2 separate regions of the Sus scrofa genome follow, and region 1 is linked to region 2. The links are chromatin contacts, called in public HiChIP or PLAC-seq maps. All regions are on one chromosome and are shown on one strand. The core of a region is the stretch at or near the end of the contact, and the rest is flanking DNA. Distances in the headings are between cores, read along the strand shown. Region 1 overlaps VAV3 (guanine nucleotide exchange factor VAV3). Region 2 overlaps LOC106510207 (a long non-coding RNA gene).

Evidence for each region. HiChIP or PLAC-seq counts read pairs in DNA pulled down with a chosen protein or histone mark.
Region 1: an H3K27ac HiChIP or PLAC-seq map of alveolar macrophages shows a contact between it and region 2. The contact joins two enhancer-like sites. A contact is called at or near these places in 1 of 47 Hi-C or Micro-C datasets (embryonic fibroblasts) and 1 of 2 datasets of contacts at active chromatin or transcription factors (alveolar macrophages).

The regions. Positions count from the first base shown.
Region 1 is chr4:111,987,597-111,990,296 of Sscrofa11.1, reverse strand. All of the region lies in intron 2 of VAV3 (guanine nucleotide exchange factor VAV3), which reads right to left. Among named protein-coding and RNA genes, the nearest start is that of VAV3, 160 kb to the right of the region's middle. Within about 2 kb of position 1,411, at least 3 of the 83 cell types and tissues checked have an H3K27ac peak or open chromatin away from gene starts, as enhancers often do. A contact at or near this core is called in alveolar macrophages, where this site is marked.
Region 2 is chr4:111,781,373-111,784,072 of Sscrofa11.1, reverse strand. The region is part of intron 3 of LOC106510207 (a long non-coding RNA gene); the gene reads right to left. Among named protein-coding and RNA genes, the nearest start is that of VAV3, 42 kb to the left of the region's middle. Within about 2 kb of position 1,287, at least 12 of the 83 cell types and tissues checked have an H3K27ac peak or open chromatin away from gene starts, as enhancers often do. A contact at or near this core is called in alveolar macrophages, where this site is marked.

The DNA.
Region 1 (2,700 bases), core at 162-2,661, 210 kb before region 2:
AGACTCCGAGCTCTGAGGTAAGGACACCTGGCTGAGCGAGGCCACCCCTTACCGGCCTTATGGATGGTAACAACCACTCACCTGCCTCTCGGAGTTACTGGGAAAAGTAAATGCGATAACGCCCATCAACAAATGCTTAACTCAATAGATGTGAACTTTAAAAAAGAATCCCATCGCAGTAGAGTTGATTTACCATGTTGGGCTAATTTATGCTGCACAGCAAGGTGATTCAGCCACACATACACACACATCCGTTCCCATAGAGGTCGTCACAGAACACTCTCTAGATTTCTCTGTGCTACACAGCAGGTTCCTGTGGATCACCCATCCCATACACAAAAGTGTGCATGTGTCAGTCCCAGCCCCCCCAGTACTTCCCTCTCCCCTCCACCCTTCCCCGTTGGAAAGCATAAATTTGTTTTCAAAGTCTGTGAGTATGTTTCTGCTTTGTAAATAAGTTCATTTGTATCATTTTTTCACTTCTTTATCCATTCCTCTGTTGATGGACATAATAAATGTAAACTTTTATTAACATATAAAATACAATGATTATATACAAAAGAAATTTAATTGGAAGCCTTCATGCAACTTCTTCCTGGTTGAAGAGCGAGAAACCACCACCAAGATAACACCTGATATCAATTCATTTCCATAATAAAGACAGCACATCTTTAGTGAGTGTGTAAATTCAGGAGATGATGTATGAACAAATACTAAATTTATCAAAATAAACTGATTCAGGAGTTCCCTTTGTGGCGCAGTGGTTAACGAATCCGACTAGGAACCATGAGGTTGCGGGTTCGATCCCTGCCCTTGCTTAGTGGGTTAACGATCCAGCGTTGCCGTGAGCTGTGGTGTAGGTTGCAGACGCGGCTGGGATCCTGCGTTGCTGTGGCTCTGGCGTAGGCCGGTGGCTACAGCTCCGATTCGACCCCTAGCCTGGGAATCTCCATATGCTGCGGGAGCAGCCCAAGAAATGGCAAAAAGACAAAAAAAAACTGATTCAGGATAAAAATAATCATTTGCTAAATTTCTGAAAATATGCATTATTGAGTGAAGAGTCCAGCTACTGGAAGACTCCAGAATAATCCGTGGAGTAATATTTGGGCTCATGAATTAACCGCATTGTTGAATTTTAGTATGAGCCTTGTCCTGACTTGGCACTGTTTTAAAGTTACAGGGTGGAGTCAGCCTCTAATTTTTTTTTTTTTCACTGTGGTCCCAGCAGTGTCACTATTTATAAAAAGATAAATAGCAGCAGTATTAGCATGGCTACACATGTGCTGTTGCTCTCATTTACTTTAACACAAATACTAAAACACCAGAACTATTCACAAGCTGTGCCCTCCCCACAAGACTCTTATGTAGTTTGATTTTTTCATATAACTGTCCACCAGAGGGAGCCAGACGACAGTATATTCGCTTCTGCAATGCGTGTACCGTACAAACATTTCTGAAAATAAACAAGCTGAAACCATCGCCTCTTATTGACTCAAAGGGATTACTGATTACTACTCTATCATAGAAAAATACCATAAAAATATAAATCGTGGAAGAGACGGGAGGATAGTATGTAGTATGTCCTAAAGTGAATCTCTCAGGTCTATCGCTCAGGGTTATTTCTATCTTATGGTACATCAAGTCCATCCATTAACTCCAAGTTTAGCCAAAGCAAATAAAGGCTGTTTGGTCAATGCAGCATTTTTAGAACAGTGTGTATTGTATTAAGGTAAAGTGCATCCGGATTTGAAATAGACAAGTACACAAATTAATGCCAGATTCTTAAGTCCTCTGTGTGGAGACCAATCTACTGTTAGAAACATCCATCAGGAATATTTATAAAAGGAAACATCCCCAAGGGCAGTAAAAAAAAAAAAAAAAAAAAAAAAAAAGGAAGAAGAAGAAAAGACTATTTGCCTTGAAATGCCTTAATTTCGAAAATTTCACCTCAAATAATATGGAATACGGACATTTACTCTCAGAAAGAGGAGCAGCGAGTTAGATTATTTGCAAAGTAACAGGCTGACAATCAACTACTAAATCCCCAGCAGGGATTTTTCCTTCTCTACATCATCATCCATCCTTTGTTTGATAAGAAGAGTGGCATCTGTAAGAAAAAAATTCCAGATAACAATGCCTAAGAGTTGTCGTGGGAGGAAGGGGGGTGGCGTGGGCAGGCAGGCTGCTTTATGAGCGTGAGATCCCAGAATCTGTGAAGGATCAAGGGGCAAGTTGAAGAAAGACAGCGGGGTCAAACCTGCCTTTTTAGAAGATCTCAGCAAAGTGCAGGAGAGACTAGGGTAGGAGGAGGTGGCATACAGACAGGGGCCAGGAGAGCCACTAGGAGAGGTTTCTCCATTATCCAGGGAAGAAATGAGAGGTCTGAACCAAGCAGCAGCAGAGCTAGAGAAGAGGTGGACAGATGCGAAGTATTTCTCAGTAGCTGATGCACCGGGGAGGCTGAGGGAGGAGAAAGAGCTCAGGATGACCTGAGCTATTAACATCATGAAGGGCCAACTCCACTGCCGCCACCTGGAAAGCTCCAGAAGGCTGAGAGCAGGAAGCTCTGGTTCTCTGTTCCATGCATGTGCCTGACCATGTACATCACGAACTTGGCCAGGCTGGTCCCCATCCAGAGCCTTCTCTCACCTTCTCCCACCTCCAGTCTGGGTTCTTTGTGTCCCCACAGGACTCTGGACA
Region 2 (2,700 bases), core at 38-2,537:
CCTTTGCATTGATTCACTCCCTCTTGACCTCACTGTTTCCTCCAAGCATATGAAGGGTGTGTCCTCAGTCATTCTCCAGAGTCAACCGCTGGGAGCTTCGAACTCCCTCCCCCTTGGAATAGACCTCTCCAGGCCTCACTGTCCTAGCACAAGGGTTAGTACAGGGTTCTCACTCAAAACACTTTTTTTTTTTTTTTTTTTTGTCTTTTTGCCATTTCTTGGGCCATTCCCGCAGCAGATGGAGGTTCCCAGGCTAGGGGTCGAATCGGAGCTGTAGCCGCCAGCCATCACCAGAGCCACAGCAGCAAGGGATCCGAGCCGTGTCTGCAACCTACACCACAGCTCACGGCAACACCGGATCCTTAACCCACTAAGCGAGGCCAGGGATCCTCATGGTTCCTAGTCGGTTTCGCTAACCACTGAGCCACGACGGGAACGCCTCAAAACCCGTTTTTATATGTTCATTACCCTGTCTCAGCTATGCCGCGGGTACTACTTCTTAAACCACACGGATTCTAGGAGGAACGTTTTTATTACCCTGGATAAGTTTAGATTTGCATAGTGAGGGAGAAGATGAGAAAATGGGCAGCACATAGTTAATACCAGGCCAGGTTTCCTTAAAGAGGTAGCAAAAAACAAAGCCAGCTGAGTACCCACCTGGGCTGCAGCAACTGAAAATACATAGCTTGTGTGGGTTTGGACATTTCTAGATGGAGCGTCTTCCCCGGCAGCCTTCATTTCGAACTGCTTTATGTTTCTTTGCGACTATCACTGCGGCTACCGCTATCAGTAATAAAATTAATAATACCATCCTGGCCTCTTCAGCCATCTCAAATTTCCATCCATCTGAGCCCACAGGAGAGACGGCCAGCCTGCGACACTGCAGTTGAATGATAATTAAGTGATCTTTCAATGGCACAAAGGAAAGAATCAAGGGCCTGTTTAAAACTCTTCCCTTCGATCTATTCCAGATGGGAATCAATAAAGCATCCCTGCCTGGTCCCAGACTGCCCTGAAAAATAGCCCACAATGACCAACCCCACAGCCTCCCCTAAAGATGTCCAGACCCGAGCCCTCTCTGTCTACAGACAAACTCCAAGAGCCAGGCTAACCCATTACTACTCACTCTTAACCTGGTTTTCTGCTGCGGCTTGACCACGAGCCAAGCAAAATGAACATTCATGTGGTGGACTTGGCAGCGGCCCCACTCCAGACTGTGCTTTTCCACAGGCCAAGAGAGGCTTTGAAGCTGCCCTGCCCCCTCTGCTTTGTCCTAAGCGGGGAATCACCTCTGGAGGAGCCGAGGTCAGCCAGCGTTGAGTCACAATGCCCTTCAGGTCAGGCGACATTCAGGAAGGGCTGGCCCATTGGCCTCATGACTGAGCAGAATGACGGGGCCAATTTCTTGGGCTTCAAAAGAGGCCAGACATTATGCAAGCACCTTTTTGCTGCATCTCTAGGGTAAAGAGTTCAGCAATTTACATCTATACCTTTTTTTTTTTTTTTAGGGCCCCACCTGTGGCATAGGGAGGTTCCTTCCAGGGGTCAAATTGGAACTACAGCTGCCAGGCTACAACACCAGCAACTACAGCAACACCAGATCTGAGCCACTTCTCCGACCTACACCACAGCTCACAGCAACGCCACTTCCTTAACCCATTGAGTGAGGCCAAAGATCCAACCCACATTCTCAAAGGATACTATGTTGGTTTCTTAACCCATTGAGCCACAGTGGGAACTCCTACATTCATACTTTAACGTAAGAATGTCCTTTTGCTGGTATTTATTGAGTTGGAAGAGTCCCCCAGTGCAAGGCTGTAGAAATATTTTGCAAACTCACACTCAGTTTACCAATAATTAAGTACAGGACATAAAATCATTTATGGTCAGGATTCACTACAAAGAACCCAAGAGCGAATGGATGGATAGAAGAACAGATGAAGTTAGAAAACCAAATGAGGGAAAGGAATACATGAACAGAGACTCGGCAAGTGTCAAGGAATCTGGGTTCGATCCTTGGCCTCAGTCAGTGGGTTAAGGATCCAGTGTTGCTGCAAGCTGCAGAGTAGTTCACAGATTTGGCTAGGATCCATGTTGCTATGGCTGTGGTGTAGGTCGCAGCTGCAACTCCAATTAGACCCCATCCCAGGAACTTCCCTATGCCACAGGTGCAGCCCTACAAAGAAAAGAAAAAAAAAAAAAAGAAATCACTCTGGGATCTGACATTTCAAAGAAGCTGAGGATAAAAGCATCTTCAGGGTACCAAAAATGATCACCCATCTGTAAAAGAAACTTGGGACTCTCCCTCATCTCTTGAGCGATGTTTCCTTCTTCCAAGCTGCCCTAGGATAATAACACTGTGAGGGCAAAAGGTCCATCAGCATCAGATGCACAACCTTTCTTGGCACACACAGTTCCACCGGAAATCCAGGCAGTTATTGGGAAGGATTAAGAAACGGCATTTGTCTTCAGGATTGAATCCCTCTAGGACTTATTATTGCAATAAGAATGATATTTTAGCAAATATTACTCTGATAAATTCTACCTCCTCCCCAAACATTTCACTTTATTCTTCCACTTTTGACATCAAGTCACCAAAGACACCACGCAGAATAAAGCAGGCATGCTAAAGGAATTTAGACACCTTCTCTATGCCCAAGCAAAGCCACAGGACTTTTTCAGATGTTTTTAATTTCTCTA